2 separate regions of the Mus musculus genome follow, and region 1 is linked to region 2. The links are chromatin contacts, called in public Hi-C maps. All regions are on one chromosome and are shown on one strand. The core of a region is the stretch at or near the end of the contact, and the rest is flanking DNA. Distances in the headings are between cores, read along the strand shown. Region 1 overlaps Enkur (enkurin, TRPC channel interacting protein). Region 2 overlaps Arhgap21 (Rho GTPase activating protein 21).

Evidence for each region. A called contact is a pair of places that touch in the nucleus more often than the background predicts.
Region 1: a Hi-C map of bone marrow-derived macrophages shows a contact between it and region 2, with 26 read pairs. The contact joins two enhancer-like sites. A contact is called at or near these places in 3 of 39 promoter capture datasets (frontonasal cranial neural crest, second pharyngeal arch cranial neural crest and stem cell-derived epiblast-like cells), 1 of 15 datasets of contacts at CTCF or cohesin (large pre-B cells), 5 of 484 Hi-C or Micro-C datasets (DN2 thymocytes, the N1E-115 cell line, bone marrow-derived macrophages and 2 more), 10 of 115 datasets of contacts at active chromatin or transcription factors (acute myeloid leukemia, bone marrow-derived dendritic cells, embryonic basal ganglia and 6 more) and 3 of 9 other capture datasets (adipose tissue, embryonic stem cells and liver).

The regions. Positions count from the first base shown.
Region 1 is chr2:21,180,618-21,185,905 of GRCm38.p6, forward strand. Enkur (enkurin, TRPC channel interacting protein) reads right to left here. Exons shown (of 5, transcript NM_027728.2): 5 at 114-501. The coding sequence ends at 328. Among named protein-coding and RNA genes, the nearest start is that of Enkur, 22 kb to the right of the region's middle. Within about 2 kb of position 2,459, at least 43 of the 459 cell types and tissues checked have an H3K27ac peak or open chromatin away from gene starts, as enhancers often do. A contact at or near this core is called in bone marrow-derived macrophages, where this site is marked.
Region 2 is chr2:20,940,677-20,945,997 of GRCm38.p6, forward strand. All of the region lies in intron 1 of Arhgap21 (Rho GTPase activating protein 21), which reads right to left. Among named protein-coding and RNA genes, the nearest start is that of Arhgap21, 24 kb to the right of the region's middle. Within about 2 kb of position 2,750, at least 128 of the 459 cell types and tissues checked have an H3K27ac peak or open chromatin away from gene starts, as enhancers often do. A contact at or near this core is called in bone marrow-derived macrophages, where this site is marked.

The sequences.
Region 1 (5,288 bases), core at 1,209-3,708, 240 kb after region 2:
AAGCCTCCCAAACCATGAAATGGTGAATGTTTTTGCTTTTCAAAGTCCAAAATTAATGTTCATGTGAAACACGTCCACAGTGATAGGATGATTGACATTACGGAAGACAGACCCAAGGTGCAGCTTCTGACTTTAATGGTTTGTTTATAAGTAGAACTCTGACAGTGGAGGAGAAAATTTTCTCTAGAGCAAGCAAATAATTCAACTATTCTTTCAACACTGCCCCTACATTTTCGGTGAAAACTTTATTCTCTTCATAGTCCTCTTTGAGAAGAGTGGGTTTAGTGTGATGGCCATGTGGCTTTTTTCTGTCCTGCAACAGTTGGCTCACTTGTTAGCGATGTAGATGATCTTGTGCTTCTCAATGACACTGATGTCGTGTTCCAGCTGCTTCATCTCTTTTTCCAGCTTCTGCTTGCGAATCTTCTTTGGTACAGAATCAATGAAGACCGAGAGGGATTGGAACTCTTTGTGCACCTCTTCCCAGTTCTTCTTCAGTCCCTGCAAAGGGAAAAGAGACCTTGACATAACAGGTAGACTGGAAAACCAATAAAAAAATTGCCCGTAATGAAGACTGGGAGGGTACAGATGGCTGTTGAAGGAACTTTGGGAATAATAACGTGTCCATTCTGGACTTGGCCACAATAACAGAAAACACATACAGAAAGCAGAGCCCTGCCCTCTGTCATCTGCTCCATCCCCGCTGGGAGCATTTACTTGCTTCACCGGCAATATGGCTGTAGCTCTATTTTCAGTGTCTTATATGTAAGTGCAGAGTTATGAGCATTGTGGAGCCAAGCTTATAGCAAATGCCTTGGTAAAAATCAATGATCTGAAAATTGATAGTCCCAAGTAAAAGTTGGTTTTGGAAATATTTTTTACACATTTATTAGGAAAGTTTTGTCTTTCTAAAGCACATATATGCACACTCATGTATATTTGCGAGTGTGCCTGGGCATGTATGTGCCCAAGTCAGTGAAAGCTAGAATACAATCTCACATATATCATGTTCAGGACCACCACCACATCCTTTGCAGCCCTGGAACTCAGGAACTTAGGTTAGCTGTCCAGTGGTCCCTCCCACTGCTGCCCCCTCCCCCACTGCCAGGATCTACCTGTTTCTTCCACATTCCTGCTAAGATCACAGCACATGTCGCCATGCCTGTCACTCTTACATGGGTGCTGGGGATCAAGCTCAGCTCCCCATGCTCACAAGGTAGACACTTCATACAACAAACCACCCCACCCCCACCTTCACCTCCTCTCTGCTCAGAAGTTTCTATTTTATCCTTATTCTTCAACATGGAGGTCTCATATTTTATTTAGTAAAATGTTATTGTAAGAAAAATACCAAAATTCAATTTTACAATGACCTTTTTGTATATCTTTTCAATATATTACAAAGACTAAATCATCTTCCATATAGTCAAGGGCTCCATACTTCCTGTTAATGTATTCTAGACATTGTTGGAATGTCATTAGATGTAGAACACATGCTAATTTAATAACATAGTTAATGTTTTATGATCTCTAAAACCAACAAATTTAAAATTAAGGATCTCTTAGGAGCTATAAACGCCATTTCCATCTTTGCCTGGCTACATTTCTCGCTCCACTACACCAGGGGCACCACTGACAGGTCTTAAACTACAAATTCAATTCATTCAGTGAAGTTTTACAAAGCAGCACTTTTCATTCATCATAGATCATTTTATTTACACACTTGTCTGTAACAAACTCTACTCCTGGGCGTAATGGTGGAGATAAGAAGATATAGCAGGAGCTTTCAGAGAAGCCAGCCTGTCTGAATTGGTAAACTCCAGGTTCAGTTGGAGACCCTTTCTCAAAAAATATGGTAGACAGTGACAGAAGTCACCCCCACATTGACCCCTAACCTCCACATATGAATACATATAAGTTGGTTTGGAAATATTTTTTATACATTAGAAAAGTTTTGTCTTTCTAAAGCACATATATGCACACTCATGTATATTTCTGAGTGTGCCTGGGCATGTATGTACACAGGTACACATGTGTGTATACGTGCAGACACAAAGAAAAAGTAAATTGCATGTCAAGAGAGAAAGAGCAAGCTTTGGAAGTCCACAAAGGAAGCAAAAGGATGCCACAAAAGAGCAGATGCCATGTGAATAAAGAGAAAGCCAACCTGGGTCATGTAGGCTAAGAAGAAACAGATGCCATTTCTAAAAGTTGAGCCACATAGGCAACAGGCAGTCCCACCATTAGGACAAGTCCAAAGCAGCATTCACAAGCTGTCATTCCATTTTGGTGAGATGGTGAGAAATCCCACAGTGTCATTCTGGGTGACTCAGGGCAACTAACAGGCAGCATCTTGAGCAAGATCCTATTAAAAACCAAGCTTCCTTGAAGTGTGAGAACAGGCCTAGCAGCTTTGGTTTGGCCTGCCACAGGGTCAGGGTGTGGGAAGTCTCTGGAGGCAGAAGTAGAGACCAGCAGGCTGGAGGCTGACAAATCCAGGCTGTAGACAACAGGAAGCTGGGCAGGGAAGTGCATGGGGAAGGATAATCTAACCCTGGAGGCCAGAAACAGACACAAATCAACAAAGAATCGCTCTGCAGTCTGATCAACCTCTGGACCATGATTACTGACTTGCACTGCCGTACAGCCCCAGAAACCTGATGTTTCAGGCATGGTCTGTATACCTAAGAGCTGCTTCCCTCCAACATGGCAGTTAGTACTCAAGAGTTCTTGCAAGTATAAAGACAGTTTCTGCTTGAGCAGATCGCAGTGCTGTGATTGCTTCTCACACTCCCAAGACATTTGGGAGAGATCTTCACGTTTGGGAGACATCTCCAGCTAGAACACTAGCTATCACAGGGATGCAGTACAGCATGTATGTAAAGGATGAGACAATTGCCTGGCCCACAGGCTGAAAAGTTACATGTGGCCAGCAAAGATTCCTGAGAAGAAGAGTAAAGCCACCAAAGTAAAGACAGACCTGGTGAACATCTGGTTTCTCAGTATTGACTCAGCAGCAGTGTAAAGCTGGGAAAGGAAGGGAGTCCACTAGTTCAACTGACCCTGCCTCCACCCCAGAACATATGTAAGTGTCAGTTTCTAATCTTCAAGGGCCTTCAATAGCCAAAGCAATTCTTATCAAAAGAGTGATGCTGGAGGACTCTCAATGCCTGATTTCAGACTATATTAGAGAGCTACAGTAACAAAAACAGCTTGGTACTGGCTTAAATGCAGATATGCAAACTGATGGAATAAAAGAGAGGACCCAGAAATAAACCCACAGAGATATAACCACTGAATTCTTGACAAAGGTGTCAAAAAAGAAAAAAAAAGACACATTGAGAAAGAGAGAGTATTTTCAAAACACGGGGCTGAAAAAAATGGAATTTCTGAGTGTGCAATGAAACTACTCAGATCAGTTCAAAATGCATAGAAGGGATCTTAAGGTAAGACCCGAAGCTTCGCAGTGACTGGGGAAGATGTGTGGGAAATACTTGAGGACATCAGCAGAGGCAACAGGACTGCAACAGCACTGTAAATGAGCCCAATGATTGAGAGTCAGGATACATGAAAGCAAAGCTTTTCTCAGGGTCTGCAGAGAGGGCTCAGAAGTTAAGAGGACTGGCTGCTCTTCTAAAAGGCCACGGTGTGTTTCCCAGTTCTCACACAGCGGCTCATAACTATCTATAACTCAGTTGTAGGAGATCCAACACCTCTCTGACCTCCACAGGCACCAGGCATGTATGTGGTATACACACATACATGCAGGCGAAACACCGATACTTATAAGATAAAATCAAACTGTATAATAGGCTTCTTCAGAGCAAAGGAAATAATTGGCATAGTGAAGACAGCTTTCAGAATAGGGAACAAAAATAAGCACAAATCATTCGACCTGGTCCATTGGCTAAGAAACAGAACAAATAGATCTCCAAAGAAGAAATCCAGAAGTTGTCTACTCGATAGCTGAGAAAATGTTAATATTCTCAGCCATCAACGAAATTCAAATTAAAACTGCTTGAGGTTCCCCATCTCACCCCTGATAGAATGGCTGCCTTGAGAAACATAAATGACAGCAAATACTGGTGAGGATGTGGGGGGAAAGAAATCTTTATAAGCTGCTGGTAGGACTGTGAGCTGATACAGCCACTGTAGAAATCGCTATAAGGGTTTCTTTTCAAGTAGAAATATCACATGACCCAGCTATATCACTCCTGGTTGGGTACCAGCAGAACTCATAGCCATCATGCTACAGAGATCTTTGCATTTTCCATGCCTATTGCTGCACTACTCACAATAGCTAGGAAAGGGAACAAGCCCAAGTGTCTGTCAGCAGAGCAATGGATAAGGAAGAAGGCGACATGTGCACAGCATGTACATGTTCAGCCTTAAAGAAACAAGATGGTAAGATTGGCAGCAATGGATCACTATATTAAGTGACATACAGAGGCTTCTAAGAACAAAGATCACATTTCCCTGATAAAGAGCACAGAGACATAAAAGTATACATATGTGTATGTGCATGCATGTTACATGTGTGTTCATGGGTTCATGTATGTGTGTGAGCGTGCTTGTGTGTGTGTGTCTCTATCATAGCAGCAGGGAAGAATCTCGAGGGGGGAGGGTACAGGGAAAAGGAACAGATCTTAAGCAAGGCAGCAAAAGGAGAGGGTAATGGACCGATGTGACAAGAGAGCAGAAGGGAGGTCCATTGTGTAGAAAGGGACCAGCCAGAGCAGGCCATCGAGTATGGGAGAGGCCAGTGGGGGAGGAGAACAAACTGGAGCAGAGTATATAGCCACATAGCATGAAGCACATCACGATTCCCATCACTCTGTATGCCAACTGTAAACACTGGTAACAAACAGAGGAGGAAATCAAAAGGACAAGAGATCAGTAAGAGGGGGAGAGACATGTGAAGACCATGAAGGGTTGGTATGATCAAAGCACAGCAAGTGCATTTATGAAAATGTTGCAATGATTTCCAGTGATTTGTATCACTATTTTGCTAAGCAAAACCAACCAACCAACCAACCAAAACAAAACAAAAGAACCAAAAAACCAAACCAAACCAACCAACCAACCAAACAAACAAACAAAAAGGATTGGAAGTATCTTATCTTATAAAATAATGAGGTCACAGTAAGTAGAATAAGAACTTCTTTGTGGGGAACAAAGAAGTCTCAGTGATTTACTTCTGTGTTTAGGTAAAGCAATGAGAAGCTAGGCTATGCTAAATAAGACACACTGGTTGGCTGGAGCAATGGGCCAGGTGACTTCTTTGAGTC
Region 2 (5,321 bases), core at 1,500-3,999:
TTCCAATGTTTTACAAGTGACCATTCAATTTACATACAATTTAATTTTCTATATTTGTAACATGACTCATACATTCTCTTTCTGTACCCTATCTCAATCTAGAATACATTAATAATAACAATAAGCAGGTATCAAATGTAACTAACGTGCCAGGCACTGTGCTCAATGCTGAACCAAGCTCCCTTGCTTTAACCTTCAGAGCGATCCCTGATATCCACACTATTAGAGGTGAGTGTGCGAGCGAAGGCAGCAGCAGCTTGTGGGCATCACAGAGCCAGCATCACCTCTGCCTTCAGTGGCTTTGGACACTGAACTTAGCATTCCACTCCACTATCCTGCCTCCCTACAGCAGTGACATATTCAACAACTAACAGGACCTAGATCAGAATTCTCAGTGTGCCACAGTGGCCAGCATTCTGCTCTGCGGTGGCATTTCCTGATTCCCAGCATATCATTCCTTTGTCTCCAGTTTGTTTCCCTCTCTTCTCTTCAAGCATTTCATTCACTCCATTTCTTCCCCATCCTCCACACTTATCAATACCACATGCTTTTATCCTACAATGTTCTTGGGAGCAGGTTAGTTTTAATGGTGAAGTCAAGGGAACCAAGAGCTATCCTAAGTCTACTATAAATCACAAGTTGTACACAGAAAGCCTAGAGCCACATCTGCCCACCAGATGTGTTTGCTTCAGATCCTACTGTTTTGGTATTCTTTAATAAGTCATCAATGTTTAAAATATAAGACAAGTTCACATGCAAATCTAAAAATTTAGTTTTTTTAAAAATAAAGTATCTTGAGGGGCTACAGAGAGGGCTCAGAAATTAAGAACACTCATTGCTGGGTTCAGTTCCCAGCACCCACACACAGTGGCTCACAACCATCAATGACTCCAGTTCCAGGAGACCCAACCCCCCTTCTGATCTGGGCCAGCACCAGCTCTGCATATTACATACATAAACACACACAAGCAGTATCTGTCAACACCAGATCCAGCCCAGGAGCTGTTTCCTAGAGCTTGCTCTCCTGTCTGAAGACAGTCTCTAGTCCCTGCCTCTGTGCATGTCCCTTAACTTTTTCATCTCAGGCCTCTGCATCCAAGTGCTGGATTACAAATGTGTGCCATCACAACCAACCAGTCTCCTTTCATACTTCCATTACCTGGCCTCAGAGGTACTACATCTGTGACTTCCATTAAATATATTTAAGTAGTGGCATCAATATCACCGTAGATGGTGTTCTATGCCATTTTTACTTAGGCTATGCTCTACAAGAGATGCTACTAGCTAATGGCTTACTGTCAGATCAAAACCACAGGGAAGGCAACACTGGCAACACTCAGGCCAAGGCACACACAAAGCACTCAGTATCCGCAGCTGCACCAACCCATCCCAAAGCATCTATGGCACAGGTAACACTCCTCTGGGGTTCAGACCTCAAACAAGAAAGTTCCCCGGTAAGACTATATATAGGCTGAGTGGTGGTTACAAAGCATGTGTACATAACACAGAGCTCAGGTTTCAGCTTTGCTAGGCTCCTCATAGCATGAATTTTAAATGTTAAGATAATTGCAATATCTATCTTCTTTTAGTCTTTGAGTAGCCATGTAAAACCCATATTTTTATGGTAATGTAAATCCATTAGGGGGAGTAATAGGAAGTGCAATGAGGAATCAATCTTAACCTGGAAAAAAACAGACACTAAATGACCTTCCCTATCTCCAATTTCTCTGGTCCATGCTAAACTATGAAACTATTTTCTAGACAAAAAAAAAAAAAAAAAAAATCGGGCATACTGAAGAACTGAGATGCTAAGATCCTGCTTGCAACTAATATCAAGTCTTTCCGTCTAGGAAGTTTGTGTCTGGCCTGTGCAAGAACTGAGACACGGCTGGGGTGTGGCTGGACTTTCTGTGTTAGAAAAGCCAAGCCATTAGGCTGAGCCTGTACAGCATGATTTACGACTTACTGAAGAGGTCTCTGCCTGATAACAGTGCTGCTGGGGTTGTGCAGAGAAAGGCTCGCTTCTTAGAGAGCACTTAAGAACAGACAGCTATTCTTAAAAATATGCCCAGCAAGTTTTCTGTACTACAAAACTATGTTTTCATAAAAGCCCAGCTCATAACATGAAACGCTCAGAAAGGAACCTCATTCAGTTCCGCCACAGAAGAAATCCAGAACCATATTTTATTGAAAATTTAAAAAAAAAAAAACTTGCTCAAAGGCGGTTTGTTCCAAACTCTTTGTGCTATCTTATTAACACAATCTTAAGCTCCTTGGGAAAGCTGTGAACTGGCCTTCTTCTACAACTGTACCGTCTTCTCATTTATTAGTTTTAAATTAAGTCAGTCAGTCCCACTTCCCCTCCCCGACAGCCTAATGCTCCACAAACAGCAATGACTGTGTTACTTCAGCTAACTGCAGTCTTGCAGAGTAAGTAACTCAGATCATCAGATTTACCCTATGCTATGTTAAAAAAACTAATTAACTCAAAAGAAACAAAAGATGATTGTAACAAAAGGCAATGTTCTCATATCAAGCATTTTCTTTCCCCTACAGTTACAGCAGTCTTAAATTAAAAAGCAAAACTATGTATCCATCAGACAAACCTGGCCATTCCATGCACAGTAGAGATTGCAGAGTAAACTCCAATTGTGGTTTATCATGCAGTCCAGCAGCCTGAACTGGGCCATGTCTGCCTAGAGCGCAGCCTTCATCCTCTGACTCAGCAAGCAGCGCTCCCTCTGCAGTCAAGTGCTCAAGTGCTCGCAGAGGCTCTTCCCCTCCCTTTCCTGTCTGAGCATCGTCAGGAGAGGCCAGGCTGCATCACCCTCCCAAACACTAGGATATTGTTACATCACGCAGCAGAGCCTGCCTTTGTCTGTATTTAGCATCACTTTGGTTGTTTAACAATTGTTATCTTCTTCTTTGGGGGAATTATAAGCTGTCATTTACTTAGTCAATAAAAGCACAGCTTAGGAAAGTGGTACAATAAAATAACCATACTATCAACATCCTACAGCAAACCAATTCCCACACAGGAATTGGTCTTTACTCAGTGTAAAGGGGGTTAGAATCCCCATCCTTCTTAATCTCTCTGCAGCCCCTCGCATGGCTAACAGCCTTCCAAGCCTCCCATCTCTCTCACCCTAGGTGTAGCACATCTCCATTTTGTATAATATGTCTGTAACTCCTTGCCTAGCAAGAGGCCAGGAAGGAGGTGAGAAAAGAGTGGCTCAGCTTCCTCAATGGCTGTTGCTAGAAGTGCAACAAGGAGCCGACAGTTTAACCTTTGAACTCCAACTCACTCATCTGTAAAATAGGTAACACCTGCATGGGCTTTTTAGCATGAAAAAGTTTAACAAGACTAAAACAGAACACCTAATCGTTCTTATTAATATTCCCAAGACTGGCTTCCCTTCTTATCTAAGTTAGAATTCTCTCCTTGACCCACTTTCTCCTTTCTTGCGCTCTCCCTAGATGATGTCATCGTCCAGGCTCATGACTATGAATGACTCCAACCCTCTCCAACCCTTTCTCCCAAGCTTCAATCTGCATGACTGAACCCTTGCTAAGCATGGGTACCTAGATGCCTAGCACTACTTGCTCCAAACAGGGCTCATTATCTTCCCTCTCCCAGCCCCAATAATCTCCTCATCTACATAACGACAGCACAATTCAAGCCCTGGGTTACCAAAACACAAACAGCTCCTGAGCCCCTTCTCTACCCAGCTACCAAGTCTGACATCTCTAAAACACAGTCCTTTTCTCCCTCCGTGGCCTCCTCCTAAATGAGACTCCCATTGGCTTCTCCAGGTTGGTCTCTCCTCCATTCTGCCACTCCTCTGCAGTCTTGCTCCACAGGATTAACAAAAGAGTATTTTAAACCAGTTACTCATAGGGCTATACAGGCTACATCACTTCCTTCGCTGCTTTCTGTCAGGATATGGTCCTCAAAGTATGTTCCCATTAGCTCTATAAGACAAGGGATATGAGCTAGATGGGTTAAAACAATCATTTGGTCAAATAAGTTTGCTCCCAAACTACACCAACTCAGAAGTAAAAAACTCAAAAGAAAGAAAAGAAAAGAAACAAAACCAAAGGTAATCAGTGAGCTAGGGGAGGTACAAGAGAATGTGATGATCCTGAAAATTCAGAAGTTTCAATGGGCACACAATACAGCCCCTTAAAGACCCAGAGAGTATGTACAGGAGTTAGTTCATTGTGCTTTCCTGAAATACAAACATCTGAGATAGAAAGAGAAAGCCTCAGCACAGCCATCACTACAATGGTGACCCTGCAGCCTCTGTGGTGACTGGAATGAGCAATGTCGCCATGGCTCTTGTGTGTGAGCCTTGGTCCACTCTGGGTGGTGCCATTTGGGGAGGCTGTGAAGGCTGTGAAGGCTGTGAAGGCAGGCTGTGAGGTGGACTCTGGCTGGAAGAATACACGTTGTGAGAGTCTGTGCCCCTGCCCCTCTTCTAGTCTGCTTGCTGCTTGGTGGCTTAAGTGAGAGACAGAGCCTCTCAGCTTCTGCTCTGGCTGTCTGCTCCACATGTCTGCCACCATCATGGACTCCCTGCATGGGCTGTAAACACATAAACAGAAATAAACTCTTCCTTCCCTATGTCAACTTTGTTTTCTTTTTTTGTTTTCTTTCACACAGACAGACAGAGTTTCTCTGTATAGTCCTGGCTGTCCAGTACAGTGTACAAAGTGACTCACTTTGTCGAACAGGCTGGCCTTGAAATCACAGAGATCTTCCTGCCTCTGCCTCCCCAGTCCCACTGCAGCAGCCCATAAGTCAACTCTGGTCATGGTGTTTTACCACAGCACCGAAAAGTACTCCACCTTTAGGAACTGAGGCACAAAGAGCAAAGCACCATTACATGGCCATCTGACTTTTCCACGACAAACCTTTACGCCAAAAACCCAACCTGCAGCATCAGCTTTAAGGTCTTTTCAGGATGAAAAGGAGCCCTGGACAGCTGAGCAGCTCAGGGTTTCACTGTAATATCCACAGACTACAGGAATTTTGTATTCTAAGACAGGAACTATCAGAAAACAAACTCTAGACCATCAAAATGACGAAAGCAAGCAGGTGTGCTGACTCACATCCTAGGGGGAGCATGACTCCCAGGCCAGCCTGGGCTACAGAGTAAACCACAGGCCAGTGTTGGCTAAAAAGAAGGACCCTGTGTCAAAACAAAACACTACAGCAGCGAGGGCGTGGGAAGCAGACAAAGGCAAGATACTTAGGTATTTTAGAACCACCACTAAAAGAATGCTAAGGGAAGAAAGTGGAGCTCTGTGCGGTTCCTGAC